2 separate regions of the Mus musculus genome follow, and region 1 is linked to region 2. A link is a contact called in public HiChIP or PLAC-seq data. All regions are on one chromosome and are shown on one strand. Each heading gives the region's core, a stretch centred on a gene start, on an enhancer-like site or on the middle of the called end of the contact. The rest is flanking DNA. Distances are from core to core; before and after follow the strand shown. Region 1 holds the start of Dio2 (deiodinase, iodothyronine, type II). Region 2 has its middle 93 kb from the start of Gm26512.

Evidence for each region. HiChIP or PLAC-seq counts read pairs in DNA pulled down with a chosen protein or histone mark.
Region 1: a RAD21 HiChIP or PLAC-seq map of pro-B cells shows a contact between it and region 2, with 5 times the contacts expected there. The contact joins the promoter of Dio2 here to the enhancer-like site in region 2. A contact is called at or near these places in 1 of 39 promoter capture datasets (pre-B cells), 1 of 15 datasets of contacts at CTCF or cohesin (pro-B cells), 1 of 484 Hi-C or Micro-C datasets (nephron progenitors), 1 of 115 datasets of contacts at active chromatin or transcription factors (embryonic stem cells) and 2 of 9 other capture datasets (adipose tissue and liver).

Annotation. Positions count from the first base shown.
Region 1 is chr12:90,737,477-90,740,327 of GRCm38.p6, forward strand. Dio2 (deiodinase, iodothyronine, type II) reads right to left here and starts at 1,562. Exons shown (of 2, transcript NM_010050.4): 1 at 587-1,562. The coding sequence starts at 808. Gm26512 (a long non-coding RNA gene) reads left to right here and starts at 731. Exons shown (of 5, transcript XR_872906.2): 1 at 731-824.
Region 2 is chr12:90,644,278-90,646,977 of GRCm38.p6, forward strand. No RefSeq gene overlaps it. Among named protein-coding and RNA genes, the nearest start is that of Gm26512, 93 kb to the right of the region's middle. Within about 2 kb of position 1,419, at least 23 of the 459 cell types and tissues checked have an H3K27ac peak or open chromatin away from gene starts, as enhancers often do. A contact at or near this core is called in pro-B cells, where this site is marked.

The sequences.
Region 1 (2,851 bases), core at 312-2,811, 93 kb after region 2:
GGAGTCCACACATTCCAACTAAGTAGGTGGTCATGCTCAGCTTGCTTTCATTTGTTCTTAACTCCCTAAGAAATGGAGGGGCTATAGTGAGGTCACAGCCATCGTCATCATCATTATCATCATCACCACCACCACCATCATCCTCATCCAACTCTGACCATTTCAGCAGAAAGAAAACACTATTCAAACCTTCTCCTACATATCACACATGTAAAGCAAAGCAGCAGAAACCAGCTCATATCAAGGGCAGAACAAATACAGCAAGTTCCAAGCCCCCCTCCCAGAACTCTGATTTTACCTACAGTTATTTTATACCAGCACAAACCCCTTCAACTGCCAATTCAGTGCAAAGTAACAGCAGCCCTCATTAAAGACTCCTACTGAAGTCACCAAGAGTCCCCGTGGCTCCGTGTCTGTCACTCCCAAATCTAACCTGTGCAACAGGTGTCCCAAGTGGCACTGAGACTCCGTGGAACATAGTCACTGGAGAGGACACCCCAAGTAGGACTCCCCAGAGCCAGCAGCCCCACACCTTCCACACCCCTAGCCCTTGCGACCCAGGAGAAGCTCAGTGGCTGCAGCTCACCTGTTTGTAGGCATCTAGGAGGAAGCTGTTCCAGACACAGCGCAGCCCTTCTGAGGTCAGCATGCGCCTCCACTCTCCGCGAGTGGACTTGGAGCGGCTCAGAAGCAACGCCACGTGCTTGAGCAGAATGACCGAGTCATAGAGCGCCAGGAAGAGGCAGTTGGAGAAAAAGACTGGCAGGATCTGCAGGGTGATCAGCAAGTCTACGCTGAGGAGTCCCATCTTCTCTGCCTCCTCGGTCAGTCTCCTGGGCACTCTGCTTCCCCAGTCACCTTCTTTTTGCAAAGGAAGGTGGTGGTAGAGAAGTGGGGGACCAAGGGGAAGGTTGGGAGGGGGGTGAGGGAGAGGGAGAAAAGCTAAATTAGAAGAAATCCCAACTTGTCTCTTCTTTGAAAGAAGCAGAAATGGAAAGACCAGGTTCAGGCTCTGCAGCCCAGCAGTTGGAGTGTACCCATCAATTCATTCAATTCCGAGATGCATTTTTTTCCAGGATTTAAGATGGTTTAAAAAAAAAAAAAAGGCACCACCACCAGCAACAACAACAACAAAAACCCTGGCGTGCCAGTCCCTAATCCAGTTTACCCCTGTCAGAGTCCGTTAAAGACAGGAAGTTCTACTTTCATTTCCAGGCACCTATGAGACTGCAGAGATGGTAAAAATTTTCTTTTAGCTTTTCATGTTCCTTTAAACGCTGTCTGGCTTCTTGCACTGCCAATTTCTTAACTGTGCTGTAAGGGTAGGGGTTGTTTGGTTTGTTTGGGGTTTTTTTCTTTCTTTCTTTCTTTTTTTCTTTCTTTCTTTCGCTCTGTCTTTACTCCGTTGTAAACATACTTTCTGTTCTCCTCCTCCCAGCCTGTCTCCCTCTGCCTGTCCTTTCTCCAGGTTCTCCAGGAGCGGCTGTCCTCTGCCCCCTCCCTCTGGCGTTTCCCTCTTTGCTATCTTCTGCCTCCGCTGGCTGCAGAGTGCCTCTCTCTGCAGCTAGTGAGTCTCCCTGAAGCCTTTTATACATTCCCTGGCTAATTGCTGCAATAGAGAAATGAAAGCCTAATCTTGCTAAAGATCTTGACGTCATTGAGAAAGAGGGCTTACTTTGGCCAGGAGTGCAGTGAGCAGAAAGGCAAAACTCTACAACTTTTTTAAAAGGAGAGGTGGGGGAGACAGAAGGATTTTGCTTTGTGCTTTAAAGGGAGAGAAAGAAAAAACGATGTTACCTTTGACAAGTCTCAAGAAATGCTTCCAAACTTAAAGAAAAGTAATTTGTAGACTAATATGTTAACACTTTCCTCTGATTATCATTTTTATTAACTTAGGAATTTTGGCAAGAAAGCTTCCTGGCAGGCAGGTAGAAAAGCGAAAGCGTGAACATGGGTGCTCTCTGCTCCATTAAAAAGAAAAAATAAAGCTATTAATGCTCCCGTGTGGGCGTTACACCTTTACACAGGATTGGTTTTTTTCTCACCCGATCTCATTCCTGGGTGTTATGAATATATTTTCAGTAATGATCTTATCAGAGGGAATAGAAAGTGAATTTTGAGTTGGAAATTTTATAAACTATTTGAGACCACCATGGTATATCTTTAAAGATTATTCCCAAACTGAATTCAAGTATTATTTTTGGTTTTACTAAAGCTTCGATATTACAACAACAACAACAATAACAACTAACCTTCCAGCCATGGAAGGAGCTGCTGAGTGACCAACTCTTTCAGTGTCATTTCCCTACAACACTGATAAAATACTATTTCCATTCATTGGCATTTAGATCCCAGGAGACTGAGAAATTGATTATTTATGAGAATCTCTTAAATTCAGCCTTTAATAGTCCAGAAGCTTTAGGGAGCCATTTAGTTTGCTTGGAGGAGAAGATTAAAAGAAAGTAAAAAGGCTATAGGTAGTTAGGGGCTATATAGGTAGTAAGGGGCTATATAGATGGTAGGGGTTGTAAGTGGCTAGGGGCTGTAAGTGGTTAGGAATAGAAACAAACCAAGAATTAACACCAGGTGCCCCTTGGGCCTCAGTGGACTCTCTTGCCTTTTAGTTCCCAGGACAGTTATTTAAACAGATAGAACCTGGCAGTGAGTTTCCACCCCTACCTCCTTCTACGTTTCCTCCCTCTCTTACCTAACAGATCACTTCTAGGAGTGACATTTTTCTGAGAGTAGTAGTGACAATTATAGACACTGGAGTGGAAACATAAATTGAAATTGAAAGTCAATTTGTTGAGTTTTCTATGTTCACAGAGCTCCTGTCAAGCTCGAGCTGAAC
Region 2 (2,700 bases), core at 169-2,668:
TCCTAGTTGTGATGCCTTCCCCCACCATTTCACTTCCTCTTCACTGCCCATCTTGACTTCTTCCCAAAGAGATGCCAGCTGGGCCACAGAAATCAGTGCAAAGCAAGAGACTTTAGAGACTGAGAGAATGCATGATCTGCCCCACAGGGCTCTGAGTTCATGGCATCCAGCTTCATGCCTACAATTAGAGATTACAATCATATTGCAAGACTAATTTTCCTTTCAAGTGTTGAAGAAAGACTACAGGCTTTTAGTGTTACCATTTAAGAAATGGATAGGTGTGCTATGGCTCTGTTTACATGAAGAGTTTGTAGCTTTCAGTACAGAATCAGAAAGTCAAGTTGACATTTCAGGATGCTGTTCAACCAAAAAACAAAATCAAAACAACAGAAAAATATTACTCTCACTGAATCCTGATAGTCGATTAGCATTGCATCTAAGCATTGCTCACCCCAGCAGTTTGGATAACTAATCGAGAGCATCTTAGGAAGACTTAGAATATTTGACGGTACAGCCATATGACTCCTTGGTTTATACCTAAGGACTCTATACCCTGTCACAGAGATACATGCCCACTTATGTTTATTGCTGCTCCATTCACAAAGGCAAGAGAACGTGACCAGCCTAGACATTCATCAACAGAATAGTGGAATATTCAAATTTTTGCAGTGGAATAATACTCAGCTATAAAGAAAAATGAAATGATGAAATTTTCAGGAAGATGCATTGATGTGAGAAGTATTATATTAAGTGAGACGATTCAAATAGAAAGAAAAAAATTCATTTTCTCTCTCATATATGGATTTACTTCTTAATGCTTATAGGCATATAAATGAGATGTTAAGAGAGTGTGAGTCCAGGCTGTGTAACTAGACAGGAGTCTAGGAGAGGATAACAAGAGATGCTGAGAAGGGATAATGGGGACAAAAGGATATTCATCATGTGAAAGAAGAAAGGAGAGTTCTAGGCTGGGTTAGTTTGGGGAAGGGGTAACAAAATTAAAATTTCTCAAAAAATCAGTAATGGCTAATATTTGTATGCTAATACTTTTTAATTAGACTGGGAGAAATGTATGGTCAGAATAAAAGATTAATATCACACCCATTTCAGAAGCAAGTTATAATGAGACTTCCTCCACACTCATCATTTAATTTCCCAAGACAGAAGCACACTGGGAACTATTTGTATCCAAAACATAAATGGAATATTCTCTTATGACCAGGTTGGTGGAGGCTGGAGCTAAATTTGGAATTAGTACTCTCCTTGGGGTTATTTTTTTTTAATCACTAGGGATGGCTGTGTTGCTAAGTTCACCAAGATTACAAAGGTTTTCAACCATCTCAGTATGCACATGGGTCAGAATGTGGTCCCACGGGGCAGCTGTCTCTTAACTACAAGTCCTAATCATATTCCCCTGGGGCTCTGCCACGTCACAGCTTGGTGAACATTGTTATCAAGACCTTATTTCGAGCTGTGGCTGCAACAATGGACTTATGCTCCACTTTTTTATTTTAACTTTTAAAATCAAGTCAGGTTTCGCTTGGCTTTCAGGGAGGACTTTTGATAACGGGGTTACGGACATCAGTGTTTTATTTGATTCTATGCATTTGTGATTTTTAAAAAAATCACCTGAAACTTCACTTTTCTAGAACTCTTTGAAACAGGCTTCTTCCTCCTGGGGAGGGAAAAACCAGCTTTCTTTCCCAGAAGAATTTTCAAGGTAAATCAGTCCCTGGGAACACAGGGATTGATGCTTACAAACCTCATCCTGTCCTCTGATCACAAGGCTCTAAAATGTAAATGCCTGGAAAGGAAATACAAAGAGGAGAGCCATCTCTGTTGGCCACCTCCCCTCAGTAAATTCCACTTCTCAGCTGCATTGTTACCTAACAGAAAACAAGCATATCATATCAAACATAGCATTTCTTCAAAAAATTAATTCCACATGGATATTTCTTCCTCTTCATAACTATGTAGTAGATTCAGATACATTTTTAATTAATAAGTGCCTGGGCACTTACTCAAACCTTGGCATTATCTTTGTCAGATGTCAGATGTGTACAATAATTTAAACTGGAGCTTAGAGGCCAAAGTTTTCAATTGTTCGTATCAACAGTTCTCAACGTGTGGCTCACAACACCCTTGGGGACTGAATGGCCATTTCACAATGGTTTTATACCAGATATCCTGCAGATCAGATATTTACATTGACAATTCATACCAGTAGCAGAATTACAGTTAGGATGTAGAGATGCAAACAGTTTTGTGGCTAGGGGCTCACCACAACATGAGAAACTGCACCAAATGGTCACGGCACTAGAAATGCTCTGTAGCATTCTGCTCTCCCCAAATAACTCCTGGAACATGTTCTGAGAAAATAGTGTGTGACTGTACTCAGCTTTTGTTTGTTTGCTTGTTTCTTTGTTTTGTTTTGTATGAGGGTGCTGTGGATCTGAATTTAGGGCCTCATGATTGTATGGCAAACACTTTACCAAACTGTACCGTCTCCCCAATCTGTTCACTTATCCTCATATACTTAAAAAAAAAAACAAACAAAAAAAACCTTCACTTGGCAAGCATAAAATAGAAAGCATGGCCCCTCTTGACTCATAGGTTAAAATCAAGACTTCTCACATAGGAAGAGGATGCTCTGTCAGCAGGTGCTGCCATGCCTCTCAAACAGACATAGACAAGCCAGTT